Linked DNA regions of Mus musculus: regions 2, 3, 4, 5, 6 and 7 are each linked to region 1. The links are chromatin contacts, called in public Hi-C and promoter capture Hi-C maps. All regions are on one chromosome and are shown on one strand. Each heading gives the region's core, a stretch centred on a gene start, on an enhancer-like site or on the middle of the called end of the contact. The rest is flanking DNA. Distances are from core to core; before and after follow the strand shown.

Region 1 (4,266 bases), core at 1,321-3,820:
TGGTATCATTTCAACAGGGAAAGCCCACCTGTAGCTTTCCCAGACATCTTACTGTGCTGCTAAGAGTCTATTCCGTAATTATCACATAATAGAAAGAGCCTCAACTGTACACAACCACAGAAGTAAAATTTCCAAAGAGCCAAACCAGATGCTGAAAGTTGGCTGTGTGCTCGGGAGAATTCCAGCGTCTTCCCTCAGAGCATATCCCCTAACAAGTTGATTCACCGGGGTCCCCCAGCCTACAGGCTCCAAGAGCCAGCGCTTTACATAATGGGTTTCTCTAATACTCCCCAAGCCTTGCTCATCTCACTGTATTTAAAAATACTGGTCTCATTTTGAAAACAGGCTGTAGCAATGATTTTACAGCAACTTCCTGGAGAGAGAGAGAGAGGAGCCCAGGATTGAACCCAGGCTCCTGTGTTCGAGGCAAGCTCTCGACCATGGTGCTATCTCCTTTAGCAACGCTTCCAGCAGAAACAATTTCCAAGCACACACACACACACACACACACCAATCCACCTACCTGCTTAAAGTCATTTATGGAGCTCTTGTCAAGACTGCCTTGCCAGACACACAATTTAGATAATTTTGATTTCTCCTATCCTCATAGCTTCCCCTAGGGACACACACAGATACATCCCACCCCCAAACAACCCCCCACACCCCCAGACACCCCCCCCCACATACACACAAAATGGGCCCTGAATTTCCAACTGTGTATTATGGCACAATCTCAAAGGTAACTTAAAAGGCTTTCAAGTTTAGCCTCACAAAACACGGAGCACCCGACTGCTGAGCAGAGGCCCTTTACCAAGAGGCCAGCTTTCTGGGGTAGGAACTACATCCCTAACTATGATTGCTACCTAATTCTGTCATCTGGACAAAGAATTTCTGCTCAAAGCCGTCTTCTCACCTATAAAACAGGGCGGACCAGTACTACCTCCAAGTGCTAAAAGGATTAAATGTAACACTCCCGGGTTGCACCTAACTCATTGTAAACGCTCAGCTAAAAATCCGATAGAGCAGTGAACAGGTCAGACTGGATCCTGGGTCACTATTCGCTATTACATGTTTTTATACTTAGTTTGCCTTGCCCTAGCACGGCACCTCCTTCAAAGACTCCCCCCACCCCATGATAGACTGCATTTAAGGCTTGTTGGCCTTTTTTGTCCTTTGTGCACTTTTAAAAGGTCCTATATTCCGTTCTCTTCTAAGTAGACTCAGCTCAAAGACCTTTCTCTAGAAGTTCCTTCGGGATTTGGGTTTAACACTTAGAAGCTTTCAAATCAACCTTTAAAATAAATAAATAAAAAGCAAAAGCGGTTTAAAGATCCTAACTTTCAAGCACGCGGCTATCTGTTAACCACCACTGAGTGTACGCTGTCATACTTATCATAACTTCAGGGGCTAGCAATAAGGAAGCCATTAGATCCCATCTCCAGTTTTATGCTTGGTGCTTCCCTGGACGCGGCTACAGAAGCAGAACTCAGAACGCTAACTTTTTTTCCTCTATCAGTTCATTTTAGGCGTGGCAGCGCTACAAGATTTCCCCCAGCTACCAAGTGACTGAACTATCCAGAGCAGGATGAAAACGGAATCATTTTAAAACCGAATAGAACTGAAGTGAAATAAAATAGGCTCTCCCAGAGATTACTCCAAAGGTCCCTATCCGTCCAAAGCAGGGCGAAGGGTCGGGTAAAATCACACGCCGCTCCTTCCCAGATGTCAAGTCACACCGCAGAACAGCCTTGAGAAACCAGAAGAGCGAGAGATGGCCGGGCTGAAAAGGGCAACTTCGCCCCGTTCCTGGCCTATCTTGTCCCTTCTGGCGTCATTCCACATCTCTCGCTGGCCATCTTTCGGTCGTCAGAAAAACTTTAAAAGCGGAGTCCGCTTTGCAAAAGGAGGTATCTACGTAATGAAGCCAACAGCTTGCGACCTAATGGGAGGTCTAAAAGGCAGGCTGGCGAACCCCGGAGGCCGATCTCCAGCTCCGGGCGTGGGGGTTGCCGGTGACCCGCAGGCCCGGGCGGTGCAGGGGGGTGCGGGATGAAGCCCGGTCGCCAGCCTTTGTCCCCGCGCTTACCTCGTCCTCCTGCTCGCTGCGGAAGCACAGGCAGGCCGCCCTCTTCTTGAAGCCCTCGCGGTCGTACGTCCGCGTCTGGTTGGGCTTGAACTTCATCCTAGAGCCGGGCTCCTGCAGCCGCTGCTCCGGCCGCCACCGTGGGGACCCGGCCGCCGCCACCCCGCCGGGGAGTCGGGCCGAAGGAAGTCGCGATGCTCGGGCGCCGGTGGGACGGGCGGCGGCGGCGGCACGGACACGGACGGCGAGGCCGGGCGGCCGCCGGGACGCGGGGCGGAACGCGGGTCACTGCAGTCCGGGCGCAGCGGTGGAAGCGCCGCCTCTGCTCCGGCGCCCGCCGCTCTCCATGGAGCCCGCCGCCGCTCGCAGCCACTCCTTGCTTGCACCCGCCGCCGCCGCCGCCGCCGGGGGAAGAGCGCGGCTCGTGGCTCGTGCCACGCGGAGACAGTTGGAAGCGACGGTGCAGACCGGGCAGAGACGCCGAGGATGCGCGCCGCCCCCTTCGCCCGCATTTAAGCGGGGCTCCCGCGCGCGCGCGCCGGCGCGCTCCCTCCTTTGGGCGCGCCAGTGCGCCTGCGCGCCAGGACCGTTGCCGGGCGGGGGTAGGGTGGGGAGCTGGGGGCGCGGCTTCGACCAGCCGGGGGGCGGGGCTCGAGGCCTAAGTCTAGGGCTCCGCCAGCTCTGCCCTGCCCGCGGGCGAGTGCTCCAGAGGCCTTTTTTTTTTGGGGGGGGGGGTGCGCTTTGTACAAGGCCAGGGAAGGGAAGCGAGCAGAGACCTCCTCGTTCTCCGTTTTAGAGGTCCGATAGAGTTCCCTTTAGGGACGGACCCCAGTACTGGGTCCTGGAGCCAAGGTCCCCGGAGCCATGGCAGGACTACTGAAGCATCGCGGTTAGCATTGCTTGTGAAGGCTAGGAAGGTTAAATTCATTGAGTTCTCTCTCTCCTCTCCCCTTCCTTCTCCCTCTCCCCACTTCCTCTGTTTCGATGAGAGTGCTTTTATGTGCTCTTGAAGAGTCAGCTGAGGCTTTGAAGTGGACTATAGCCAGTTGTCTGTGTTGTGGCATCCCCACCTCCGCTGACCCTCCAGAGTGCATTCATGAACACTGGTTATGGCTGTTATTCTGTGTGTATCTCATTCTAAGTAAGGCCATAGCAGTAAATCAGTGGGATGTTTGTTGTCTGGAAGCTTACAGTTTTAGGCACTTGGAACAACTCCCAATATTTCAGTGCTATTGAAGAGCCAAGATAGAAAGTAGGAGACCGGTGGGCAGTGGTGGTGCACGCCTTTAATCCCAGCACTTGGGAGCCAGAGGCAGGCAGATTTCTGAGTTCAAGGCCAACCTGGTCTACAGAGTGAGTTCCAGGACAGCCAGGGCTATACAGAGGAAACTCTGTCTCGAAAACCTAAAACCATAAACCAAAAAAAAAAAAAAAAAAAAGAAAGAAAGAAAGAAAGAAAGAAAGAAAGAAAGAAAAGAAAGAAAAAGAAAAAAAGTAGGAGACCTGACATCACTGGAATTCAAGAAAACCCCTAATCCAAATCAGGTGTGGAATCCCAGGTATGTGATCCCAGCACTTGAGAGCCCAAAACAGAAGGATTCGGAATTCAAGGCCATTCCCTGCCATTTAGAACTGGTGAGACTAGACTGGTCTACATGAGACCCTATTTCAAAACCCGAACTCCTAACCTACAGGAGCTTCACTTCCCACAGAACTGTTTAGACAGCCACATCCGTTTTGTTTTTCATTCCTGGAAGGCCTCCGGTGTGCCAGGCTCTGGCATCTTACAAAACCGGTCAGACCCTGCCCCTCCAGTCGAATAAGAACCTAAGAACAGAGAATTAGTGACCAATCACGGGGCGGAATATTAAATTGATTTGGGAGTAGTGGGTCTCGCAGATCTTTGACCAGAGGGGAAAGAAGCAAGCATCGAAGGCAGCTAAGGCAGCAAGGGGAGGAGGGGCTGAGAAGACAAAAGAGTCAAATTCTCAGGAGCCTAGAACTGGAGTTTATGCAAAGGTCAGGGAGGGGGCAGAGCTCTTAGAAATGAAAGAAGCCAATGTGGCTGTAGAAAGGACCGGAAGCTGATACCGCAAGCAGGGTTGTAAGGCTTCACTGAGACGCATGGTGAGCACTCTTTGGTGCCTGCCTTTCCCCGGAGCCTAGCAGATGCAAGTTTGGAG
Region 2 (4,266 bases), core at 1,019-3,518, 2.0 Mb before region 1:
CAATTCCCTCTTCTGGTGTGTCTTAAGAAAGTGACAGTGTACTCACATAAAATAATGTTTTAAAAAAACCAAACAAACATAATAGACTGTAAAAATGCGTTATAGCTATATAACGGGATATTATTCAGTCCTGAAAAGCAGTAACTTCTATCAATGAATCCTGAAGCTATAATCAAACCAGACAAAAGGACAAAAAGCCTACCCCAGGGCATTTATGGGGCTTTGTTCCAGGGCCTCTAGGACCAAGGGTGTTGGAGCTCCTTGTTTCAAATAGCTGAGCATCTGCATAGAACCTAATGTCCTTCTAATTTCTAGACTGATCATAGCCTAGTACAGTGGAGAAAGCAAAAGGACTGTGTACCTCGAACATAAGATATAATTTCTCTTAAGAATTTTTGATCTGAAGTTAGCTGAATTTATAATACATTCCACTTACATGAGAGACAGTCCCACTCTTAATCATAGGGCTGGATTACAGGTGGATTACAGGTGGTAACAGAACTATTTAATGGGTACAGAGTTCCATTTGAGTACTAATGCCACTGCATCATAGTGCTAATCGCCTATACAGACACGTCTTAGAAAAAGACAGGCTGAATCATTGTTTTCTGTAATAAACTAGTTTTCCCTTCTGCTTTAGAGACCAAATGTCAAAGCTCTGTGTTCTGGTGTAAGTACTCCTAAGAACATCATGGTTCAACCTCCTCCCTGGTTCATACTTTAATCTCGACTCCACTTTCTATTGTCAATCTGTGCGCATTCCCACCAGTCTCAGTAAACCTTTGAGGAGTAAGGTGACACAGTAGAAACCTGGTTTCCTGCTCCTCACCCATGCTCCTCCTCCTCAGCATACCTGCATGTTCATGTAGCCATCCACGGAGACCAGGTAGCCCTTGTACTCCATGCCCCACTTAAGTTTCACCATCACTGGCTTCCCTGTCAGCCCATTGAGAAAGGGCTTGGGGTTGAGGGGTAGACTCTGTATAAAAACCAAAGGCAGCACTCAATAATTTTTGCTTACCTCAGCTTCCACCACCCACTCTCTACTGAGACACCAGTCAAGACTTTATGACACAGGGTAAACTCCGATCCACCATCACTTTATAATTTGCTGGAGGGTGTCTGAGAGAAATTTAAGTACCCATTTAGCCAACTTCATAGTCCACTGACAGAAACGAAAATATGAATTATGCAATTAAATGTCGAATGACAGATGGGAGTGGGGCAAGTGTGTAACACAATGACAGGGCACTGCCCTAGGATACTTAGGTCACTAGTTCCATTTTGAGCACTGCCGAATGGACAAAAGCCCCAAATACCTACATTATCCAAGCTCTAAAGGAATCAAAATAAAGGTACAGGGTGGTCTCTGCAGACATTAAAAAAAAAAAAAAAGCTCAATATCGTCAGTGAGAGGGCCTCTTAATGCTAAATCAAGAAGTATTATTCCCTTTAAATTCATAACCACCCCCATACTCCATTCCACTCACACACCATCCCAAAGAATCTTGGAGAGCACAGGGTCTAAATGAGTAGCCAATTTACGCTGCCTATAATTTATCATCCACAAACCACTTATCAAGTCATGTACTATTGTGACTTAAAAGAATGCTCCAATGGTCTCTAACTGCACTTGACAGAGCCTCATATTTCCTAGGAGGCGTTAAGGTCCCAGGCTGTATTTTAAAACCATCATTCTTGCAAGCAGCGGTCAATTCTTGTCAATTCCAACTGGTCAAACCTACTTTCTACTTGGAACTCGCGCAAGAAATACTCTTCCACCTGCTCTGTGACCTGGATGTCTGGTTATTTGACACCTTCTGGAGAAGAGCGCTCCTCCACTGCGTTATAACTAGGCAGTGCACCTCTCAGAGCATCCTATCAGCTCCCTGCTTAACAATCACCGCTACTTGTAATTGCTTATTTTGTTGTTATTATTTGACGGCTGCCTACCTCCCACTCCTAAGAAAACGCAGAGTCTACCTTACCACCCCATCTTCCTGGCGCCTAAGATCAGTATTAAATGAGTGGAAGGGTAGCCGGGGTTTTCTGCGCCAGAGGACAATCTGCTAAAATTGTCAACAGCAAGGAATAAATGGCGCACTGCGGAGCGTGCTAGGTAGAAATGGAAAACTCGCTTCGGTTTACCCCTACCCTGTGAGCCCAAACTAGGCTACACCTCAGGCTCCGGGACAAACAACACGCGGAAAGGTGGCTGGGGATCTCGGGGAGGGGAAGGGCTTCCGCGCGCGCGCCGCCAAGGCCTCCGACGTCGGGAGCAGGAGCGAGCGGCCAGCCGCGCGGCGCCTCGTGGGGATGAATGGGAGGCGCAGGGGGCGGCGGGCCCCGCGAGGCCGCCCGTCCTCCAGCCCCCGCGGCGCTCATCGTCCTTACCATCGCGACCACCGGCGAGCGCTGCACCCCGCTAGCCGCCGACTCCGCCGCTGCCCGCCCCTCGTGACCGGAGCGGCTGCCGCTACAACCAAGCGACCCGCGCTAAGAGAAATGGCCGACAAAAGCGGCCTGACCTTTCACCTCACGCCGCGTTGTCTCGGCTTCTGTGATTGGCCACCAAAGACGTGTTTACTGATTGGAGGGGATGGCGGTACTGTTTCCTAGCAACCAGGTAAGCGTGTGTTTGTGTCCACTGCTCAAGTTCGAAGTGGGAACGATTGAGCGACCCCAATGTCTTTGCTTCGGGACAAGGGGAAGCTAAGTGCCCTGGCGAACGGACTTGGTTTCTTTAGCTAAAGAAGGTTTAGTCTGTCCTTCAGCTGAAAGAACGAGATCGGGTTCTGGAGGTCATCCTCCCATAGATCCAGCACTTGGGGAACACCTCTGGCACGGCCCCCCTTTTATGGGACTGTTCTTTATTACAGAATGTCCGTCCACTTGCGGGTTTTTAAAGGAAGCTGGGGTAGCAAGACTACGTGAGTGCTAGTGAAAAGCACTCAAGTGGGGCTTTACAACAGTTGAAACCAGGTCAAGTTAAGTCTCGGATAATGTGGTGGCCTCTTGTCGTTCTGATGTCTAAGCATTCCCAGAACCAGAGGCCAAAGGAGGTCCGTTTACGTGTGTTTGTGAATAGGATGTGGGGAATTATTGACGCTACCACAGGTTAATCGCTCTGATGGAAAGTTATCGATCAGAACCCCGTTTAATTTCCCCATAATCTCAACATTTCAGTATCGCTTCACCTGTGATATGAAACCCGTGTAAAAAGAGTACTTTTTTCTTTTTCGGGAGATCTAACCCTATATGAACCTGAACGGTTTTTTGTTTGTTTGTTTGTTTTGTTTTTTTGGCATGGATTCCCCAAATAACTCGAGATTCGAGATTGGCCCAGGCCTAAGCCTAAAGACTGTCGTTTATATTATTAAAGTATGCCAACACATTCTGGGGGTGTTGGCTCAATGGAGAAGAGCGCTTTTCGCACGTGAAAAGACCTGGGTTCGAATCCCATCCCCACATGGTGGTGACTCACAACCATCCAAAGTTTCATGTGCCGGGGACCCATCTCTCTCTTTTGACTTCTGTGGGTGCCAGGCCCTCCCGCGGTGCACATGCGCACATGCAGACAAAACATGATAAAGAAAATTTTAAAAATGATGCTGCTAATCTCAGATACATTTTGATCAGACCGAAATCTTAGCTCGGATTTTTTTCCCATGGTAATGGAAGAATAATTACTGTTCCTGACACTCAAATATGCTCTACTTATTCAGTCAGCATTGACAAATTTATAAATCTTAAACTCACAATCCTGGGGATACCTAGTCCAACTTCTAATTTAATACTGTAGGTGATGAAATACTGGGAATTAGACTCAGACAGATTCATGTTAGTATTTTTCTCCTTGTATTGAGCTGTCTTCCGTATTCTGCAAAGGACCAAGAGTAAAATGCACAAGGAGAGATACGTAATAAAACCAAGACAGACAGAATATTTGTCTCCCAGGTTATGGGAGAAACCAAAGTTACAAGACTGGGGGATGTACCAGTTACAAGTTTCAAATTTTCTACAATATTTCTACAAGTCCAAGCACCCAGAAGAAGCAGTGTTTCAGGTCCTCTGACCTGTAGTTCCTCAACTTCTAAGCCCCATCATCTTTAGAAAACAGACTCTAAAGCACAGATCTCAACCTGTAGGTCACCACCCCTGGGGGGCAGGGGGGTTGAGTAGCCCTTTCCCAGGGGTCATGTATCAGATATACTGCGTATGAGATATTCATAATAGCAAGATTTCAGCTATGGGGTGAGCAACAAA
Region 3 (4,266 bases), core at 1,193-3,692, 1.9 Mb after region 1:
TGCTTTTACTTAACTGTATATGACTGTGTGATGATCCTATGTTTTTGCACCTAAAAAAAAATGAAAAAAAAAGAACCATATACTTGATATAACACTTATATATAACAGCTGTTCATAAATGAAGCTTGATAAATGTGAAGAAACTTAAAAGTTGTCATTAAATTAAAAAAAAAACATTACATAGGGAAAGCATTTGTCTCTATATATCCTTAAACAAGGTTTACGAACTATTAAAACTTTTTAAATATTGGGTGATTACAATGATGATTAAAGTGCCTGTGTGTGAGTGTGTGTGTGTGTGTGTGTGTGTGTGTGTGTGTGTGTGTGTGTGAGTGTGTGTGTGTGTGTGTGTGTGTGTGTGTGTGTGTGTGTGTAATATGTGGTTGAGGCATTGACTCTTTACTTCCTCCTTTACCTGGCTTCCAGAGGTTCAACGCTGATTGACAGGCTAGGAGCTGTAAGTACCTTTGTCTTCTAAGCTGTCTCTTGGGTCCCGGTATTGAACTTGTGTGCAGTTTTGAAAATGAGAAGGCATCGTATCTTAGAGATTTAACAGTAACTCTTCCTGTGTGTGTGCTCATTCTCCTTATGATGAAGCACAGCTATGTAACCTGGATTCAGAATTAGAATCTCTGGGAGCTGCCTTGTGCTTTGGGTCTTACTTAGCTTCATGGGCAGGGAGAGGTCACTGGTTCTCAATTTTTATATTTTCAAAACAGGAGGAGCAACTCTTCTTGGCTAGTTCAATTGTAAACTATATAACACACCAGAAAATAATGGAAAGTAATATTTATGGCGCACTTATACTGAAAGTAAGTTGAAATAAATTTGTTCTATACATTGTCTGCTTTCAAGCTCCATCTAAGACTAACCACTGAGTTACGTTTTCTATGTATTCCACAGGTGCAGAGACTGAAGCTTGGGGAGGTTAGGGGAGTTGCTTTAATTCCTAAACCTGTCATCAAAGGGAAGAACCCAGATATGAACTTTAAACCTAACAGCCCCACCAGTAAAAATTCAAACTAATTTATATGCATCTTTTGTTTCCTCTTGCCAACTTTATTCTACTTTTCTTTCCTATTTCTTTGCTTTCATCTCCTGTCTTATTCTACATTAGGCAATGACTGCTGCCACAATTTGTCCTGACTCACTAGAGTGAAGTTCAGTGTTGCTAAGAAACAAATCATCGATTAAGAAAGACAATGACTATAGTAACTGTGTTAGAGGGACTATGTGTGTTTTCTGGGAGTGAGGCAATGAGCAAGGAGTTATCGCATGTCAGAAGAAACTTATAAATACAAGCAACATTCAGAGGAGAAAGTCAATTAGTGCCAGAAGAAAGGGCATGTTCCTTACACCAATGTCAGCGAACACTTGGACTCAACAGAATCACTCAGCATGCTTCGACTCTGCAAGAATGGAGTGTGTGGAGGGAGAGGTTAAAAGACAGGCAGTTAGACTTGGGAAAGAAGTCAAAATAAGTCTAGCTACATCCTCCCCCTCCCTCAGATTCCCTCTCAAGAATTTAATTCCTTCCAGCTCCATAAAAATAAAAAAATATTTCCTGTCAAAGCATGCACTTAGGTGGGTAAAGGAAGGATAGGGGGAATCTCCTCCTTTTTCATAGATGGTGGCTTCAAGTCCCCACCTGATCAGAGCCTGGAGGCCTGAGCAGAAAAATGCGAGTCAGAACCTGGGAAGGCAAACAGAGCAACCCACAGCATCCAGAGATGGAATTATAAAATCTCCAAAAACTTTCTTCACTGCCTGAATAAACATGTTACTCAATTTGCACTTTCTTCTCCTCCCCCTGCCTATTTACTGAAATTTAAAAAGAGCCACAGAAAGTCCTAATTACATAAGGGACCCATCTATAAAAATTATTATTTTTTTCTTTACTTACAAACTAAATCTTATTGTAATCAGTGTCTAGTTTCTATGTGTTTTATTCAACAACAGCAGCAAAGAATAGACAGTAAGGAAGTTTTTGAAGCCGTAGGTAATGAAAATAATAAACAACATATTTTCCAGATTAAATTCTGGCTTTGTCCCAGAACACCATAGAAATGCATTCAAAATGCACAGAGAACTCCAGAGCACTTGAACTTCAGAGCCCAGGAGTAATTCTATGGAAGTCTAATTAGTCTTCTCTGCAGACCACATTTAAAAAAGCTTTAGGATTAATGCCATTCCATTTTCCAGACCCACACATCTCCAAAGCAAGGGGGAAAAAAGTCATTTCAGAAGGATAATAAATACTACTTACAAACAAGACTGGAAAGGGTGGAGACTGGAATGGGGTTGGGGGTGGGGAGACAAATTCTTCAGTTACAATCTTTTAGAAAAAAAAAAAAAAGACAAATTTCAAATCAAGTTGCTCCACTAGACTACAAAAGCAGTTTGGAATGCTGGGCGGATGCAAAGGGATAAAGCAAATGTGGAGGGGGAGGGAGAAGGGGGCCGATAAAGTTTCTGGCTACAATACAAGAGACGTATCATTACCATATGATCTAATGTGGGTGTCAGCTGGATGCGCTCACGCAGTGAAACCTTAGTTCTTAACTGTGCTATGGAGTAGAAGCAGGAGGTTTTCAACCCAGTGACAGTCACAGGGCAGCACCACCCCCTCCTCCTTCTTTCCACACCTGCAAACCCTTTTGCCTGGGCTGCATAGTTAGTGTTAATTACATCGCAGCTTTGAGGGCTCCTGTGGCAAATACCCGGATTAAAAGGTATGGCTTTCAATAATTGTCCTGAACTCTGCTACAGGCTAATAAAGCTTCTGTCAAGTGGAGGGCAGAAGAAAATATCTGGTGAGAAAAAGGAACGAGAAGGAAGCTGTGCTAAACTTTTAGTAATCTTTAGACAACGTTAGAAATGAATTGCTTGAAAACAGAAGTTAAGTACTCGGTAAAACAAACAAACAAAAAGGCAAAACTGTTTGAATGCATTGGTTTTGTGCTCTTGCTTCTGTTCTTGCAAATATGCTTATTAAAAACTTGTAACCTAACACCATGACTTGTCTATATTGGTAGTTTTGTGTTTGTACTGATGAAATGCTTTGCTCTTTATAAACTGTCAGCAGAAAAGCATTCGTAACTAGCATATTGCTTGTGCCTAAATTAGGTATTTAAGGGTTTCTTCTCGTGCTGTGTTCTTGCATACTTCACAATCTTTAAAACATCAGCAAGACAAGTCTCTGGCTGTAGAAATATAATGCCTACTTCTGCAACACCAGAAATGAATAGGAATTATTACCAGAAAGGTGAAAAGGAACACAGGAAATATTTATGATGTTAAAGATCTGAGATAATACAGCTGCAGAGCTCTTTGGTTATAAATGTTTCTGTCAATATTTTCGATGCAAATTAACCTTTCTTATGAGGTGCATTCACTATGAGGTGAGGGTGGGGGTTGATTCTCATTTTAACTTAAAGCAGAGTAAGCAGAGGACCACTGGTTACGTGTGCCCCAGTGTGTGACTCCAGTGATCTCTGTGCCTGTGGCTTTTTCTTCCTGCAGCTGCTTATTTTAGCAGACCTCTCCAAAAGAAACATAGGTTTTATTGTAGTTCTTGTTTGTGGACAAATGTATTTTTATTGCTTGTATTTTAATTATTCCTATTGTTACTGAAGTTTTAAATTCACCTTAAAATGAGGGATTTACAGATTCACTTCATACATACGTGTTAAGTTTTAACTCTGAAACACCTAACAACAGTATAAGTATGTTTATACAAAAGTTAACCTGGATGAAATAGCTAAGTAAATAAAGAAAGATTGTTTTGGGGCCAGACAGATTACTTTTGGTGAGACATTTCGGAACTTAAACAACTCTTTTTAGTGGAAAAATGGCTTTACAAATATTTGAGAGGAACAGTTTCTACAAGATATAGTGTTGCTTCAGTCACAACCTGTTCGTTTGTAAATTGTTTTTTGTTGTTCTAGTTGCCATTTATAACAAAAGGAAAAAAAAACAAACAAACAAAAAAACAAAACAAACAAACAAAAAAAAAAACACTGAAGAAATGTTGAGGACCAGTGACTCTTAAGATTTCTCTTAAGTTAATTGCTCTAAACACGCTGGATCTTTGAGTAGTATAAAAAATATTTTAAAAGAAATTTCATGGGAGAACTGGAAGAAAATTTATAAGCATTTTTTTAGGATAACAGAGTTCAAAAACATGCATATATGCATGCACACTTGCACATATACACACATACACACATGAGAGAGAAAGAGAGAGAGAGAGGGTATTAATGAAGT
Region 4 (4,266 bases), core at 881-3,380, 1.8 Mb after region 1:
GATACCAACCTGGCAAATGTCACATTCAGGATCTGGGTAAACTTTGACATCTCCCTCTAATAGTAAAAGAGCTATAATAACTTTTTACTAAATAAAGATAGCTAATACTTTGACTTTAAATGGAAACTAAAGTATTAAAATCACATTTTAAAGTGCTCAGGAAATTTCTAAACAGTTTTGTTTGTGTGTTTGTTTGCTTTCTTGCTTGTTTGCTGGTAGACAAACTTAATAGGAATATTTTAAATTCAAAAAAATGAAGGGCTAGCTCACATGGACTAACTAATCTTCAGGGATTTCTTCTGTATGAAATGGACGTTGACAGTGTGGAAAGGGGCTATTTGCTTTTAGAGTGATTAAGTATCGCTCAAAATGAAATCTTGAAGTCATTGCTAATAGATGCTGTGTTTGTAAATAATGTTATGTGAATTTATATTTTAATTTATAATTTGTTGTTATGTACATGATAAATTATTAGCATAAAAACAGTGTTGTTCACAAAAATGAAATGCAACTTTAGAATCTCTGTGTTCACTGGAGCATTATATTCAGTATTTATGTCTCTAAGAGGAAATGCTTTTATAATCTGCATAATTCAATGCTATATATAAATAAGCCAGATATGATGGAAGTGTCATTAGAAACTTTGTCCTTTAGTTTCAAATGTGTATGTAACCAACACACATAGTTCTCTATATGACAAAGCTCTCCATGGTATGAAATAATAGTAAATTAAAATGTTCAAGGAAAAAAATAGAACTTTCATACACCAGATATGTTTGGTTCTTTTGTTTTGTATGTTTGTTTGTTTGTTTGTTTACAGACAGGGTTTCTCTGTGTAGCCCTGGCTGTCCTGGAACTCACTCTGTAGACCAGGCTGGCCTTGAACCCAGAAATCTGCCTGCCTCTGCCTCCCGAGTGCTGGGATTAAAGGTGTGTGCCACCACCACCCAGCTTGATATGTTAGGTTCTTAATGAATGTACAAAGCTTACATCTATAGCTGACATCCATGATTTGATTTTAGTTTGATGTAAATTTATGTCAGATTTGTAAAAAAAAAAAAAATGTATCTTAAGAGAAAATGTCTATACAACTTAGTTCTATTACAACCAAGATTTTGTTTCACAGTTGTTTTTCCCATGCTTTGTGGTCATTTATCTACTTTTAGCAACATTTTAAAAGGCAAAAATCTTTTGTTTCTTGTTAATTTTACCAGACTTTGAACATTACCCTTCCTCATGGGAAACAAAGAAAGAAACAAAAACATTAGTTTGCTACTTTTGCAAATCTTTGTGACTCCTTATTTCAGTCCTTTGAATAGGAGACCAAGATCCTTCTCCCAGGAATTTTCCCTCTTCAAGTCACTAGGCCAGTCTTCATTGCCAATTGAACTGGCATAGAAACAGTTCTGGAAGTGTCTCTGAGGGTGATTCCAGAAGGCTTAATCTACTCTGAATAAGGGCAGCACCTTCAGTGGGATGAGGTCCTAAACTAAATTAAAAATAAATAAATAAATAAAAAGGAATAAGAAGAGGAGGAAGAGGAAAAAGAGGGGGAGGAAAAAGAGGAGAAGAGAAGGAAGAAGGAGGATAGCAAGCTGAGTTGGTTTAAGGATTTTTACCTTTATATGACAAAGCTCTCTATGTTATGAAATAAATTAAATAAAAATGTAGGTGACAAAAAATCATAGATCTTCCATACACCAGATATGTTAGGTTCTTAAGGAGATATAAACCTTACATCTGTAAATGACATGCATAATTTGTTTGTGGCTTTAAGCAAATTTAATTTGTGCTCATTCATAAGGAAGATATATATATGTATATATATATATATATATATATATATATATATATATATATATATTCCTATTGACTATTATGAATAAACAATAATCCTCACTGATGTCTGATATCTAATAACAGATATCCAAACAGCAGGACTTTCCAACAGCAGACTTTTATTCAGGCCTAGCCAATTTATGCTGAACTTTAGTTGGTCTTCTGTTTATATATATGCCTCTGCATGACTGAGCATGAAGATGAGAGCCTCAGCTCTCCAGGGTAAACGTGTAGGCAGGGCCATTCTACTTTTGGCCAATCCCCTAAGACCTGAAGTGCCTTCCATTACTGTTGATTGAGCTCACTGTGACCCATTCGGGTTAAGGTTATTAGTCATCCCTGACTGCACCCAGCTTTCCCACAATGAGCTCTCCAATTTTCTTACTAATGTGAAACTTATTTACACAGATCCTTGTTCCACAGATGCCTCAGCTGAAGACCAGGCTGAAGTTAGCCCGAGAGCAGCCCTGGTTAGGACACAGGCCTCTGTGCCCAGTACTAAGAATTATTGAATATGGTACTGTAGGATGTTGGCTTCTAGCAGCTAACAGAGGCACAGCTGTTGAATGTGACATGAGAGTAATTTACGGCACAACACTTCCTGTTTGCTAATGCAAATATTTCCCCCCCTTTCCCCCCCATACACACAGTACTGAGTTTATTAGGGCAGCCACTGAACGCTGTCTGTTTACTCAGGTGAGCACTGAGCTCTGCTGATTTATTGGGATGGGCACTGAGAACTGGTTAGTTTATTCCAGTCAGCAATGGGACCAGTTGGTTTATTCAGGTGAACATGGGGCACCACCGGTTGGTTTATTTTGGCGAGCACTAAGCACTGTTTGGTTTTATGAGGTGGCCACTGACCTAGTATGATGATGTCTTCATAATATGAGGAGATTTAGGTATACAACTGCACACAGTAAAGGCCCTGTGAAAATATAGGATAATGTGGCCTCTTAAGGATGTCTAGAATCACAGAACTTATAGAATGAATCTCTGCCTCCCCCTACACACACACACACACACACACACACGGAATAACTTATAGGCTGCATTCCAACTAATCCATCAATGGCGAGCTGGATCAAAAGCCTGGGTCTTCCCACCTCAAAAGTCCAGACTAAAAGTTTATTCACCTATTTCAAACCCAGAAGAAACTCTCTGGCCGGCATGCCCTCCATTTCTGGATTATAGTTCATTCCAGATACAGTTAAGTTGACAACCAAGAGTAGCCACGATCTATAAGCCAAGGAATGAGGGCACAGAAGGACCCAGCCCTGCCAGCATCGTGATCTTCAAGTCCTGGTTTCTAGAACGGTGAGGAGACCAATCTCTGTGGTTTAAACTCTCTGACATGTGGTACTTTGCCATGGCAGTGCTGGTAATCCCCAGAAATTTGCTTCTGGAAAAGAGTGAATAAGTTCTGCTTGAAACTCAGAGGAGAGATGTCTTCATCAGAATATCAAATTCAGTGGGTGTGTATTACTTTTCTCGGCTTGCTAGTTTTCCTCCTCCTCCCCTCTTAGACTTATTTAAAAAAATAAATAAATAAAGATGAAGTGTAAGCCCCATCTCAGGTATGGTGCTACTGACATTAAGAGTGGATCTTTCCTCTTCAGTTAAATGCTTCTGGAATTTCCCTTGAAAATACCCCATGGACTTTCTAAATCTGATCCAGTTGATAATGAAGACCTGACATTCCGGGTGGAAGAGGAGGTGATGTCAGAAGATACAGATGAACTAGCAAAGACACTTTAAAAGAAGTAGAGCCGAATCACTGGGGATTTACAAAGAAATCAAGAGAATGGAGCCATAACCATAGATAGAGTGGCCCTAAGAAAGGTGTTCTGTAAAGGATTCTGTTCTGGACAGGTCAATTTCCCAGCCATGTGCCAGTCTCCGAGCTTTGTCTCCTTACTAACGCACAGTCACACCTTGTAAAATTACTATAGGGATTAAAAATAGAGGCTTTGTCTTGAAGGAAAGACAGCGGGAGGGAGAGACATGTTCACACTGAGAGATGGAGACAAAGACGAGACGGATGAAATTATAATTAACTAATAGATTAAAAATGTGAATCACTGACGGATTATTTTTTGTACTTCTAAATAGTTGTTCTTTATTTTACTTACGGGAATTTTTAACAGATTCAGGATCTAAGAAAGTAGGGTTTTTTGGTGTATATTTATCGTCCTCTAGTGGTGGGAGTTTGAATTACTCTTACATGCTTGGAAAAACACTATGTTCATGATGCAAATTTCAATCATTCTCAAAATCTGTTCACTCCTTTGTTTATTCTACGACTGTTTGGTGAATGTAACTGACTTATGGACTACTTCCATTTCGTATCTAGGACTGACATAAAAGTATCTCTGTTGGGCTTTGCTGAGCCTGGAATGGTCTTGGTGGCACAGAGTGACATGGTTC
Region 5 (4,266 bases), core at 816-3,315, 1.5 Mb before region 1:
GATGGGATACACCTATAATACCAGGAGGCTAAGATGGGAGAGTTCAAAGTTCAAGACCAGCTTGGATTCCATACTAAGACCCTTTCTATCTCCGAAAAGAAAAGGGAGTGGATGAGTGGGAACAAGATTAATGACAAAGTTAAATTTACATAAAAATAGATTCAAAACTCTGTGGTACATCTTTCACACTAGAAAACCAAACCAAACCAAAACAAAACCCCATGCAAACATAGTCACACATTTGAAACTTCCAAGATCTTTTTTTTTTTTGCTTTTATCTTTTGTAACAAAATGTTTTCTAAGATAGGGTCTCTCCTATCTCACCCTAGTCTCTAACTCACTAAGTAGCTGATACTTTGAAGTTCTTATGATGCTCTTAAAAGCACCTTTTGAGTGCTGGAATCCCAGGCACGTGTATACCACCCTATCAGGTTTGTGTGGCGCTGCCAATTGAACCAAGAGACTTGTGCATTCAAGCCAAGCGCTCTACCCATTGAACTACATCCCCAGACCAATAAAACTCTGCAAACCAAAAACACACTTATTATGTCCAGAAACCAAAGAAAGCAGGGTAAAAAAATAAAAATTTCAGCCACCTACTTTTTTCTCCTCTTTATCTCCCACATTCAATCTGTAGCCATTCCCTCAATTTCATATTAGAGATGAATATCCAAGTCAGTATTAATTTTTCTGACTTCCAAAATGTATGCCTTTGTCCTCTCTACTCAAGTCCTCATATCTAGACCCTTCATAATAGCAAAGCAGTCATATTTCCCTCCTCGATACTGTAGCTATATTAAGTCACTTTGCAACCCTCCATACTCCAGCCCCTAAAGCTGCACGTTCAGTATTGTCACCCCACCCCGATCTTTGGCATACATAAAACCCTTTTCCTGGAGTACATTTTCTCCCATCAATCTTCCTAATTTCATTCAGAGCTGAAGATTTACCTAGGGTATCACTTGCTGTGTGTAGCTTTTTAAAGTGCTATGAGTGGACAATGGGTTCCAAATTATGCTTCCACGGGCAGTTTTTAGATATCTCAATACTTCACATTCTGTACCGTACCTCACCCTCCCATTATACACCACGGGGGATTTCTTCTCTTTCTCTTGTATGAATTCCCTGAAATCTAGTTGGCTGAGGGAAAGTATGGCATACATATTCAATACATACACATACACGTTCCAGGGTGTGGGTATTGACCTGTCTGATGGGGTAAAAATGGCACTAAAGCCATTAACTAGGCTTTATTTTTTAAATTCAAGATGGCAGAGACATCTTAAAATAGTCCAACACAAAAGCATTCACATCCAGACCAGAGCTTCCATTCAGAACTGGCTACACTTAGCGCAACAGCAAGGACAAAAGAATGGAACCTAGGTGCTGAGACGCCAGAGCTCACACCATTGGCCACAGGTCTCACTTAACAGACCTTAAACCCCACATAGAAAGGCACCTGCTGCCTGCCTGCATTCCAGAGGCCACACCTTGATGATGATGATTATGATGATGATGATGACCGGAGGCACTTATGGATTAACAGGCCCGCAAAAATCAAAGATAAAAAGGGAAGGAGGTTAAGTAGTAGACAGAATATCCAGCACGTTTCGGCCCCGCCCCAACGAGGCGCAGTCCAGGGCGGTGCAGCCATAGGGTAAGAACCGATCAAGGCTCCCGCCCAGGGCCGGTCAATTGCGCCGGGTCTGGGAATTCTGGGCGAGCTCGGGGCAGAGGCCAACCACGCCAGGATCCCCTGAGCTATACCTGTCAGGCGGCTGCAGCAAGTAGGCCCCGAAACAGCGGAGGATTGGGGACCCAGGCCCGCAGGCGCCCGTCACCCTATCCCTCCCCTCTGAATCGCTTTGCCTTCTCGCTCTTCCTTTAGTCCTTCGGAAACAAAGACGGTCCACACTCCCCGCCATTTTCTCCTCACCTCAAAAACCACCTCTTCGTCAAACTCCGGTGTCATCCTTCTCCGCCATACCACCCGCCTCAGCACGATGGGAAATGAAGGCAGGAGGGCGGGCAGCACCCAGGCTTCGGCTCCTGCCCACCTCGGGGGCACTGAAAACTACAACTCCCGGCATGCATCGCGACCCACGCCCCTTTCCGACCTGCTTATTGGAGAAGAGGGTGAGCGTGTAGGCTGGAGGGGCGGGAGCGGGCGGGCGTTCCAGAGCTCCTATTGGAGAGAGCTATGGCTTTTGTCTGCCTTTTACATCCCCTGACTACTAGGGGGCGCCTGGAGCGCGGATTTTTCTCTCAAGTTGAGGTGGGGCGCGCGTCCGCGAAGCCGCTGCGATCTCCTCTCGTGCGCGCGCCTGGCGATCGTCCCGGAGCGCGGCGGAGCGGCGCTCGTGCACGTCCCCCTGTCGCTGGCCGCTAGCGCCCGGGTCCGCCGGAGGGTCGCGGGAGCCGGCGTCCGTCCTTTGTGAGGCGCTCAGGCGGTGCGGGACGGAATGTGGGCGCTGCGGGGACTTTTGTCTTCTGCTCAAACTCTGGGGAGTGTGGACTGAACGGGAGCCATGGACTGAGGGCGTGAGCCGCGCGGGGCAGTCATGACTTCTGCCGCGGGTAAGTGGCTGCGCTCGCGCCGGGCTGGGGAGTAGTCGCGGCGGGCGCCGGCGGGCTCCGGCTCCCGCTGCGTTCCCCGCGGGTGGGCGGTGCGGGACTGGCGCCGGTCGCCCGCGCCCGCTGTGGGGTCCCCGGGATGCGTCCCCCACCCCTGAGCCCAGGTGATGGGACGGCGTCGCGGAGCTTGCTCGGGTTCCGTGACTTAGGCGCTGTCGCTGCCTGTGCGCGGTGTGGGAAGCGTGGAGTCCGGTGTGGAGGAGTCAGTTATTCTAAGCTAGGACAGTTTTCCAGCGAGTTGAAGAAACTCCGCCACTAGCCCGCGTTGCTTGAAAACCTAGTATTTATTGACTGAAACTCTTCGCGCTTGTAAGGAGGGTTGGATAGAGCTGTTTGCACCCTGGTGTTTTGAGCCCTATTACCTGAGTGAGTATGGACTATTAGTTGGTAAAATAAAACAAAACCGAGTTGCCCCCTCCCCTGCACCTACCCCTCCCTGTTTTTTGCTCATCTTCACCTTTTCCTTCCTTCCTTCCTTCCTTCCTTCCTTCCTTCCTTCCTTCCTTCCTTCCTTCCTTCCTTCCTTCCTTTCTTCCTCCCCCCCCCACCCCCCTCGTACCTGGACTGTGTAAACAAAGCCCTATTTTCAGTCTGCCTCCTTTCCACTCACCCAAATGACAAAGCCTCTCCTTACCTTTGTGTGAATTTAAGCACTTTGGCTCATTGTGTTGTGACCTTTTTAAGGAACAGTTTCTAATCTTCCAAATTTGTGTCCAAGGGACAGTCTCTTTATAAGAACACAGCACATTTTCAAAGCCAGAATTTAATAAGGTATGGGATATATTAAAGGCATCTTTATCCACATCAGAAGAAACTTTGATGAGAGATTTTGTAGTAAAAGAGCGTAAGTTTCACTTCAGTTAGGTCTAGAATTAGCACTTAAGTATCAGATTAAATTTTCTTTGCTTTTTTTGGCGTTTGTTTAACATTCCTGCAACTTGAAAACTGTCAGGAGAGCACACACACTAAATGTTCTGATTTGTACTTCTAAAGCCTTGAAGGAGTCACACTGCTAGGCAAAATCCGGATTACTTCAAACAGGCAAGAAATTAGTAACAATAAGAAAGTGAGACCTTTATTCTCTTTGAAGTGATGTGCATTCATCACGTGATCATCATGCACTGAGTTATTTACAAACGTTTCTCTCAGTTTTGGGATGTGTTCCATTTAAACAACGGATCGTTTTCAGCCCAAGTTTCTGTACCCTCGCCATCGTTCAGCTTTTTAAAATGACTGAATTAATATAATTAATTTAAAATAAAAACTTAAAACTTAATAATTAAAATTTCTAGAATTCAGTCAGGAAGTTTACGATTGTTTTCTTCAAATTAATCCAGAACAAGGCTAGCTATTTTTATACTTATCAACTTTACAATTAAGGAAATCCACAGCATTTTTGTGGTATTTAAAAGAGAGACACTTCCTGTGTCTAGCTGAGTGAGTTGATTTTTTTTTTTTTTTAAGAATGGCTTGCTGAGAATCATTACTTTTTTGCTCACCGATTTGATGAGATTTATTGTAAGTTTTTGTTACATCTAGGGGGATACGGAAGAGGACTGAGGTTTCTCTTTCCTGCCCATTATATGAAGTTATACATACATTTCCTTGCTAGTCGTGTGTGTGTGTGTGGGG
Region 6 (4,266 bases), core at 1,068-3,567, 1.5 Mb after region 1:
CATTCAAACATATGAGTCTATGGGGGCCACACCTATTCAACTCACCACACAAACATAAACCTTTATAGGTTTGTTCATGAGAGATACTATCTGTTGCCTTAATAAAATATTGCTTTTGCTAGAATTTGATATAATAATTAATTACTTCATCAAAGTTATGAAGTTTTCTTCAAAAATATTTCTAGTATAATTTACATAAAACATGATTTATTTATTACATATTAAGTAGGTTTATCAAGTACAGTTATATGGACTTGGGTTGTTCTTTTTTTTTAACAAATATATGACCACTCTTATCAGTTGAAAATGTATAAATTATGCTATAATACTCCCTAATGGATACACTGACTTGTGAGGGCAACTGGCTGAAGGAACTCTGTAACACTGAAGACGTTTTGTGGAGGAAAGAGAAAGGCAGGAAGAAGAGCATAAACTTAATACAATCAGAATGTATTATTTACTCATGAATTATGGCAGCGGAAACAGTATGCAAGTTTTCTTTATTTTCTTATACTTACAACATAGGTTTTTTAATAAAAATATTAATTATAGTAGCTATATAAAAGCTGTAAAAGTGGAGCGCTCAAGGACCATAAAATAAATATTTCATATTAGTACTGACATAATCAAAGTAGTATACATTTCCAGAAATTAAAATATTTTATGCATTCCTTCACACACCTATTTATAAATTCATGGAATTTTTTTTCTTTGTTCTTAAATACCCTTTGCTGAAAGTATTTTATGTGCAAGGACCTACTAAAGGCCTTTAACATTAATGAAAGAAATTAAACACTTTAAAATAAAGACCAGAGTAAGAAAGCAGGTAGGTAAGTATGAGATTGAATAAATTCACTGCAATCTTCTAATGTAAGAAACAGGGAGCTAGGTGTTATACAGACTAATCTTGGTATGATTTATGCTAGGAGCTCTGAAATGCGTTAACATGGATTGGATGAAAGTTGAAACCGTAGTGACATAAAGGGATATTACACAAGCAGATTTCCAGGGAAAATAGTTTATGTGAAGGAAACAGCTCGTGAATAAAGTAGCATGATGGAATAAACTGGGTCCCAGGAGCTCTGAGGCCAGGGTAGCTGAAGCATACAGAGATACAGGCTGGAAAAAACAGAAACAGACCGGTCAACCCTGAGGTCATGCAGGTGACTGCATATGACGTCCTTGGGGCGCTGGGCAGGTGTTTGTTATAAAACTATCAAGATTTTGCCAGTGTTTTTCTAATACAGATTTGTAAGCTCTGCTGATGTTGGTGGTGGTGGTTTTTTTCTTGTAAATATGCTAGATGTTGAAATCCGGCATAAAGTTACCAGATATTGAGCTTTCTTGCTGTCTGAATTGCCTGTAGCAAAAGATTGTCAACCTAACAGCCAACTGGATCATCTTGAGGCCAGCATCTCCCATCTTGAACAATGCGCGTCCCTTGAGACAACTGTGTGGAACCATAGCTGATTGCCCCGGCTCTGGAAAGCACAGCAGAGCCAGGTCTATTGGAAGCAGTTTGTGGCAGATGACTCTCCCACTGTCACAAGCCCTGATGAACGCTGGGTGACCTTGCAATTTGAGCAGGAAAGACACTTCCACCTGTGGAGAGAGACTTCTGCAACTGGTGCTAAGTGGCTTTGAATGCTTCAAACAAGTGGCTGTGGTTGGTCCAAACACCCTCCTGGGCCATCTAAGCAGTAAGTTTGGGCTGACTCAGGCATGAAGTCTGCTGGCAGTTCTTTCTTGCGCTCTGCTGTCCCTCCATCAGTCCTAATGAAGGCTTCTGTCAAGTGATGTTTCTTACCTGCTTTTGAAGTTCAGTTGAGCTGGATGAACAAAGGAAAAAAACCAGCAGAGATAAGAGAGGCAATGGCAAAAGAGGTGACAGCTAAGCAAGACCCTGAAGCTTCAGAGGTGCCCCAGTGGCTCTTGCCCGTCTGCCAATTCCATATGCTGGACTTCTGAACAGTGCCCTTGTGTCTGGCCTGTTTCCCAACTCTGTTCCCGGCTTCCCAGCACAGAGTCTGATCAAACAGCATGTTCTGGTGATGGATCGTGTGCAACGACACCGTCTACACTCCGAGCTCCCATCCTTAGCAAATGACTTGAGTCATCCTGGCTAAGCTTAGGTTTCCCAGTTTCCAAAGATCCGCTGGAGGCTCAGGTTTTCAAGGGTAGCGATTTCCCTGTCTCACAGCCAAACACATTTGTAGCAGGAGTACTTATCTCAAGTCATCCCCGCAGCTGCCAGCGAGTTATGGAAGGGGCTAAGCAGCCAGCAAGCCTGACAACCGGAAGCAGCAGCTAGCTGAGCAGTTCCGGGATAGCCATGGAGACGGAGAGTTGAAGTAAAAAGGTAGCAAAGACCATGGTGAGCTGACAAAAGACTGCAAGGAGCTGGAGAGGATGGCCTGCACGATTGTTCCAGAGAGCACTCAAGACAGCAGGGTCGAGGGTCTTAGATCCCAGGCTGAGAGCTGAAACTTCAGCTATTGACAAGGGATCCTGATACCTGTGCCACTGAGGGACACTAGAGAGAGTTACTTGGGGTTGCTTCTGACAGCCTACGGCCACTGCTCACTGTTGTCAAATGAGAGCTGTTAAAATCCAGCATTTGAAGAACTTCTTTTCTTTTCTTTTCTTTTCTTTTCTTTTCTTTTCTTTTCTTTCTTTTTTTTTTTTTTGTCTAAATTATTTTTACTGGATATTTTCTTTTCCTTTCTTTTTTTGTTGGATATTTTCTTTATTTACATTTTAAATGCTGTCCCCTTCCCCGCTGCCCTCTAAACCCCTTATCCCTCCTCCTTCCCCTGCTTCCTCCCTACCCACCCACCCACCCACCCACTCCCACCTCCCTGACCTCAAATTCTCCTACACTGGGGCCTCAGGGCCTCTCCTCCCATTGATGCCTGATAAGGCCATCCTCCGCTACATATGTGGCTGGAGCCATGGGTCCCTCCACTCATTTTCTACGAAGAATTGCTTTTCAGGCAGGGAAGAACCCTCAGCCAGTAGAGCAGTTATGAGACCAAGAACAGTACCCTGTAGGAAAGTACTGGGAACAGTTCTGGCCTCAGCAAAGGTGTGTAATCACATGTCTGTGTCCTAAGAGGAAAAAGAAAAGATTAAATCAAAAGCTTTGAGGGAAAGAAAACTGAAACGTTTTGTGTGGATTGTAGAGCTGGATGCCTAATGGATATTCCAGTAGAAATATGAAATGTGTGTCAGTATGGGTGATCCCAGAGTAGGAGAGAGAGTCAGTCCTCGCGTTCATTCATTGTAAAGCCTACAAAAATCTATTACATCTTAGGTAACAGTTTTAGCAATGGGAATACAGAAGTAAAGAGAATCTAAGATCATCTCTTAATTAAAAGTTACTTTCATAGATGCCTATAAACATAGCTTGATCATACATCCTCACTGCCCTCTCTTGATTCTGCCTTCCTTGGCTGCTACTGTTGCTTTCTCCTCCTCCTCCTCCTCCTCCTCCTCCTCCTCCTCCTCCTCCTTCTCTTCTTCTTCTTCTTCTTCTTCTTCTTCTTCTTCTTCTTCTTCTTCTTCTTCTTCTTCTTCTTCTTCTTCTTCTTCTTCTTCTCCTTCTCCTCCTTCTCCTTCTCCTTCTCCTCCTTCTCTTCTTCTTCTCCTTCTCCTCCTCCTCCTCCTTCTCCTTCTCCTTCTCCTCCTTCTCCTTCTCCTTCTCCTCCTTCTCTTCTTCTCCTTCTCCTCCTCCTCCTTCTCTCCCTCCCTCTCCCCATCCTTCCTTCCTTCCCTTCTTCTTTCCTTCCTTCTTTCCTTCCTTCCCCCTTCCTCCCTCCTTTCTGCATAGTTATATATCTATTTTCATGTCCTTTCCTTCTTTAGGTCTAGATTCTCTCTAAAGTATGTGAGAGAAAGCAGGAGATACTTTTGTGAGTCTAACTTCTTTTCACAGTGATCTCTGTTTCCATTTATTTTCCTGCAAGTGACCAAGGATCTTTCTTTCACGTGGGTGATAAAATTCCATTATTTTAACATTAATTATGTTTTCTTCTGGGAGAATAAGACAAATAAAAGCATAATCGCAATATAGTGCAGGAAGTATGAAGAGCAGAAAAAGGAAGAAAGCATTTTAGAATATCAGATGACAGTATGCTCATTTCTCTGAAGGGCGTTGATAAAAGAGAACAAAGTGACATTTTCAGAGTTGCTAAAAATTTTGCTGTTAGTAGTATTTTATCTTTAGCATGAATATGGTGCCAAATTACTGGAGTAAAATTATTGAAC
Region 7 (4,266 bases), core at 1,205-3,704, 1.4 Mb after region 1:
TTTGTTCTCTTCCTCTCCCCTTCTCTCTCCCACTCCCACCAAGCCAAGTAAAACAAAAACAAGGTAGTTTGGTACCCAAAGAATGGTGCCTGAGACTGATCTCTTGCTTCCACACCTGGGTGCATTTATCTGCACTCACATTCAAAGAGACACCTGCATTTGCACACATATAAACACACATACATATGTACATAATTCTAAATGCAAATATGTATCACAAGATGAGGGAACAAAAAAATCATTCATAAATGTAACATTATACAGGAATGAAAATGAATAAGCCATAACTCCATATAATATAAGTGAATCACAGCTATAATTGAGAATCAAGAAAAATCTCAGAAGTTAGATAGAACATAATAGCCCCCCTTAAAAAAATACAGAAACAGCTCAGCACAAAAATATTGCTTAAGTATATGCTATACATAATAACATAGTAGTATTAAAAAGTAAGATTCTTAGCTCAGTCTCCTATAAGAAAATGCTATGGTTGTTGGAGCTTACAAAACCTATAAATACATACTTGACAGTTCTAGAGGCTGGAAGTCTAAGATTACAGGGCCAGCATGATTGTGGTTGGCCTCCAGTGCAGGCCCTCCTCTGTGTCAGATGGGTGGCTTCTTTCTGTGTTCACACATGGGTACGAGCTCAAAGGGTAGGCAAGCTCTCCCACGATCCTCTTAGGGCACCGACTTCTATTCACCCTCCATTCATGATCACAATGAATAGGAATTATCTCCCCAGGATTTCATCTCAGAATAACCCCAGGTGGGATTTCAACATCTTGGAAAGTCCATAAACCCAAGGGAATAAAAATAAAAAGGCAGGATGACATCAAACTTATAGGAAGACAAATTGAGGAGTGTCTTAGGGTTTCTATTCCTGTGAAGAGACTCCATGACCAAAGCGACTATTATAAAGGACAACATTTAATTGGGGCTGGCTTACAGGTTCAGAGGTTCAGTGCTTTATCATGAAGGCTAGAAGCATGGCAGCATCCAGGCAAGCTTGGTGCTGGAGGAGCCGAGAGTTCTACATCTTGATCCATCTGCATCCAGAAGACGACTGTCTTCCAGGCAGTTAGGAGGACAGTCTCAAAGCCCACCCTGTACAGAGACACTCTTCTTCTAACAAGGCCACACCTCCTTATAGTGCCATCCCCAGGGACAACTATATTCAAACCACGATGGGAAGGAACCCAGATCTTTGCAAAATGTTACCAGTGACATCACCAAATAATTGGCACGGAACTGGCCTCATAAATACTCGTGAAAAAAATGGATGCATAATTAATTAAAGTAAGTGTGACAGAAGGTGCATGGAATCTGTGCATGCTCATGATCTATGAAAACGAGAACTTGAACAAATAATTTTGTATGGAGAGTTTGTAGTCTACTGCCAACGATTGATGCTCATTGACACAGTATAGAGTGATATGGTAGACAACTCTTAAGTCTATACTAACTGAAAAGGATAGACAGAAATATTCCTTCTCATGGGTGACAGTTGACATTTCAGTAATATAATGTATGAATCTCTCCGCCCAAAGGAGTGGGGTCTGCTAATGTGTCCACCAACTTCCATCCTGTTAAGCTTGGACCTTGTCCATGATGGTCACTTTGTCTCTGGTGACTTTATGCCACACCTCCATGATGATTTTTCTCCTGTTTTCATCCTGTTAGAATGCAGTTACTGCATTCTACATTCTGCCATTTTGATGGCATCCATAGCTGCCTAAATTGGGGGGGGGGTGTCTGTCATTTACTTCACATAACTTTATACATCTTGATTCAAACAGTTTAAAATTTAAGACTTGAAGCCTGAAACCCTATTTCCATAAAGTAGTTGTGTTCTTCATGAATATAATTCAGACAGTGTGGTCTCCTTTGATCACTGACAAAACTCAGCACATTCAACTGAGGCTCCAAAAGTGTTATCTTCCATATATATCCTTGTATACAGATGTATTGGGATGGAGTGATTCCCGCAGATACAGGTTAGACTAGGAATATGTTTATATGCTTTGCTCAAACATCTGTGTTGACAGAAAAGCAGTTTTCCTATCTTTGGGTCTTTCATACAAATTGATTGATTTTCTGAAAATGACCTATTTCATGCAGAAGATATTGCTCAGTTGCTTCCTCGGCACATAGGTTGGATGCCCAGGATCTCATAAACCAGATGTGTCTCAGGACACTGCCTGATGTCTCCAGACTCAGAAGTGGGTAAGTGGGCAGGGAATGCTGAGATTCGAGATCATCTTCTGCTTAAAAACAAGCTTGAGTTTGATGCCAGGATGGGAAATGTAAGGCCCTATCTCAAAGAAAGAAAAACAAAATCTCCATAATATTTTAAAATCTCATCACAAAAAAAACATTCAAACTTCAGGGCAGAAGTGATTGCTTACCAATGTTCAGCCTTGCCAGTCTCTCAGAGCTAGGCAGTAAATATTTGTTGAATGAATGACTGTCCTCCCATTAAGCAATGAGGCTGCTTTAGCAATCAGACCCCTTAAATGGCATTATTTACTTGCTGAAAATGTGTTTTCCATATTGGCTAAGTTGTTTAATTTACATAGGCCTGTTGCCATACTGCTCTGTCACAGATCAACTGCAGAGCACACCCATCTCTTTTCTGACCTCCTTCTCACATCTAGACATGTTGAAAAGCAAACCCAGCTGTATCCATTTTGATTTAACAGCTCAGCCCTGCCCCGCCCCACCCTGCCCCTCTACCTTTAAATTGCAATTCTTTGATTTTCAATGCAGAGTTGACATGCCCCAGCCTGGTCTGTGATTCCACAAACGCTTTAGCTTTAGGTTATAAAGCAGACTCAAGTGGAGTCTTGTCTGCTTGTTTACTGGACTGTTTTAGAGACTGTTCAAATCCAAATGGCCGGGGGTGGGGGTGGGGGGAGATGGAAATTTAATGTGTTTCAGGCTTCGGTGCCTGAAGGTAAGGCAGACATTGGGTTTACCACTGCAGGTGAGCAGAAAAGACCTTTGAGCCTGAGCTATCCAGGTTTACCCCAGCAAATATATATCATACTCAAATGACAGGTTTTCTGTCAAATACTGAATGAGACACACCCACTCAGGAAAGTTGAGCAATTCTTTGCTTGTTCAATACTTTAATCCTCAGCTCAGTTAAACAGAAGCTCCAGCACACAGGACAGAAAGTACAGCAAACATCGGGCATGCCAAACACGACGGGACCTTTGCTGGCATTAACTCTGCCCTTTACTTCACCACTCCCCACTGGAAGAACAAGTTTGAAATTTTTTTTCTCTTGCCCTGGAAGCTGTTATTCTTATGACAAAAGACTGAGATCAATCACTATGCCAGCTCCACATCAGTCATTTGAAAGCATGACACAAGGGCAGGAATTACATTGAAATTTTAACATGTAAAGTGGTGGTAATGTGAAGGAATTGGTACTTGTTGACTATCCAAGAAAGGTTGATGCACCGTAATTCATTCGTAATTATTTATGAACACAAATCAGAGAGTTTTGAGTTGGGCTCTCTGTTAGCCATGGAAAGGAAAGAAAATGAAATCTCTTAAGAAGTCTGCAAAGAGCTGGGGAGATGGCTCAGTGGGTAAGTTGCCTACAGTACAAACATAGAGACCTAAGAAGAATCCATATGAAGAAGCCCAGAGCGGTGGAGACAGGCAGATGCCTGTGCCTCATAAGCTAGTCTACCTAACCTAGTCAGTCAGTCCCCGGTCAGTGAGAGACTGTCTCATAAAGTAGACAGCTTCTGAGGTGTAATATCTGAGGCTTTCCTCTATCTTTCCCATTCGAATACATGTAAAATCGAAAAAGAAAAATGCCAAACATGCACAATTCAACAGGTTCACATAGGTCAATATAATACCCATGATAGATACAGGTAGCATCATGGGATGAGCATGTAATAAATTTTGTGTCATTGTGTTGTCATTGGGTCTCAGTAATGTTTCCTTATGTCCTGGTCCTGGTTAGTTGTTTTTTTGTTTGTTTGTTTGTTTTCTGTCAACTACACACAACCTGGATTCCCCAGAGAAGGGGAATTTTCAATCGAAACTTTGCCGTGATCAGACTGGCCTGTGAGCATGTCTGTGGTGGACATTTTCCCAGCTGTTGACTTATAAGGAAGGGCCCAGCCTGTTATGAGAAGCACCAGCTCTCAGCAACTGGTCCCTGGATGCATTCAACAGCTACTTGGGCCTAAGCCAGAGAGTGAAGCAATAGACATTTATATGTTGTTTCTACTTTAGTTCTTGT

What was found. Promoter capture Hi-C pulls out the DNA fragments that hold promoters and counts their contacts. Hi-C and Micro-C count contacts between places; a contact is called where the count stands out from the background.
Region 2: a Hi-C map of B cells shows a contact between it and region 1, with 7 read pairs. The contact joins the promoter of 4933408J17Rik here to the promoter of Nudt4 in region 1. A contact is called at or near these places in 1 of 39 promoter capture datasets (pre-B cells) and 1 of 484 Hi-C or Micro-C datasets (B cells).
Region 3: a promoter capture Hi-C map of second pharyngeal arch cranial neural crest shows a contact between it and region 1, with 3 times the contacts expected there. The contact joins the promoter of Dcn here to the promoter of Nudt4 in region 1. A contact is called at or near these places in 4 of 39 promoter capture datasets (the 3T3-L1 cell line, frontonasal cranial neural crest, hippocampal neurons and 1 more).
Region 4: a Hi-C map of uterus shows a contact between it and region 1, with 6 times the contacts expected there. The contact joins the enhancer-like site here to the promoter of Nudt4 in region 1. A contact is called at or near these places in 8 of 39 promoter capture datasets (3T3-L1-derived adipocytes, the C10 cell line, cranial neural crest and 4 more), 2 of 15 datasets of contacts at CTCF or cohesin (large pre-B cells and pro-B cells), 28 of 484 Hi-C or Micro-C datasets (B cells, the C10 cell line, CD4 T cells and 18 more), 6 of 115 datasets of contacts at active chromatin or transcription factors (T-cell acute lymphoblastic leukemia, embryonic forebrain, embryonic limb bud and 3 more) and 1 of 9 other capture datasets (liver).
Region 5: a contact with region 1 is called in a promoter capture Hi-C map of pre-B cells, with 2.6 times the contacts expected there. The contact joins the promoter of Vezt here to the promoter of Nudt4 in region 1. A contact is called at or near these places in 3 of 39 promoter capture datasets (liver, pre-B cells and stem cell-derived epiblast-like cells) and 1 of 115 datasets of contacts at active chromatin or transcription factors (embryonic stem cells).
Region 6: a promoter capture Hi-C map of hippocampal neurons shows a contact between it and region 1, with 4 times the contacts expected there. The contact joins the promoter of 4930556N09Rik here to the promoter of Nudt4 in region 1. A contact is called at or near these places in 4 of 39 promoter capture datasets (hippocampal neurons, liver, pre-B cells and 1 more).
Region 7: a contact with region 1 is called in a promoter capture Hi-C map of liver, with 2.6 times the contacts expected there. The contact joins the enhancer-like site here to the promoter of Nudt4 in region 1. A contact is called at or near these places in 4 of 39 promoter capture datasets (the SN4741 cell line, hippocampal neurons, liver and 1 more) and 1 of 484 Hi-C or Micro-C datasets (pre-B cells).

Annotation. Positions count from the first base shown.
Region 1 is chr10:95,561,576-95,565,841 of GRCm38.p6, forward strand. Nudt4 (nudix (nucleoside diphosphate linked moiety X)-type motif 4) reads right to left here and starts at 2,571. Exons shown (of 5, transcript NM_027722.5): 1 at 2,087-2,571. The coding sequence starts at 2,182.
Region 2 is chr10:93,587,145-93,591,410 of GRCm38.p6, forward strand. 4933408J17Rik (RIKEN cDNA 4933408J17 gene) reads left to right here and starts at 2,269. Exons shown (of 4, transcript NR_045810.1): 1 at 2,269-2,626. It overlaps Snrpf (small nuclear ribonucleoprotein polypeptide F), which reads right to left and starts at 2,514. Exons shown (of 4, transcript NM_027246.1): 1 at 2,395-2,514; 2 at 854-979. The coding sequence starts at 2,397.
Region 3 is chr10:97,477,058-97,481,323 of GRCm38.p6, forward strand. It overlaps Dcn (decorin), which reads left to right and starts at 2,443. Exons shown (of 8, transcript NM_001190451.2): 1 at 2,443-2,732.
Region 4 is chr10:97,336,036-97,340,301 of GRCm38.p6, forward strand. No RefSeq gene overlaps it. Among named protein-coding and RNA genes, the nearest start is that of Mir3966, 85 kb to the right of the region's middle. Within about 2 kb of position 2,131, at least 61 of the 459 cell types and tissues checked have an H3K27ac peak or open chromatin away from gene starts, as enhancers often do. A contact at or near this core is called in B cells, centrocytes, regulatory T cells and 1 more, where this site is marked.
Region 5 is chr10:94,033,734-94,037,999 of GRCm38.p6, forward strand. Vezt (vezatin, adherens junctions transmembrane protein) reads right to left here and starts at 2,066. Exons shown (of 12, transcript NM_172538.5): 1 at 1,937-2,066. The coding sequence starts at 1,972. Fgd6 (FYVE, RhoGEF and PH domain containing 6) reads left to right here and starts at 2,268. Exons shown (of 21, transcript NM_053072.3): 1 at 2,268-2,577. The coding sequence starts at 2,562.
Region 6 is chr10:97,033,451-97,037,716 of GRCm38.p6, forward strand. It overlaps 4930556N09Rik (RIKEN cDNA 4930556N09 gene), which reads left to right and starts at 2,318. Exons shown (of 5, transcript NR_045358.1): 1 at 2,318-2,374.
Region 7 is chr10:96,921,812-96,926,077 of GRCm38.p6, forward strand. No RefSeq gene overlaps it. Among named protein-coding and RNA genes, the nearest start is that of Gm46240, 23 kb to the left of the region's middle. Within about 2 kb of position 2,455, at least 26 of the 459 cell types and tissues checked have an H3K27ac peak or open chromatin away from gene starts, as enhancers often do. A contact at or near this core is called in liver, where this site is marked.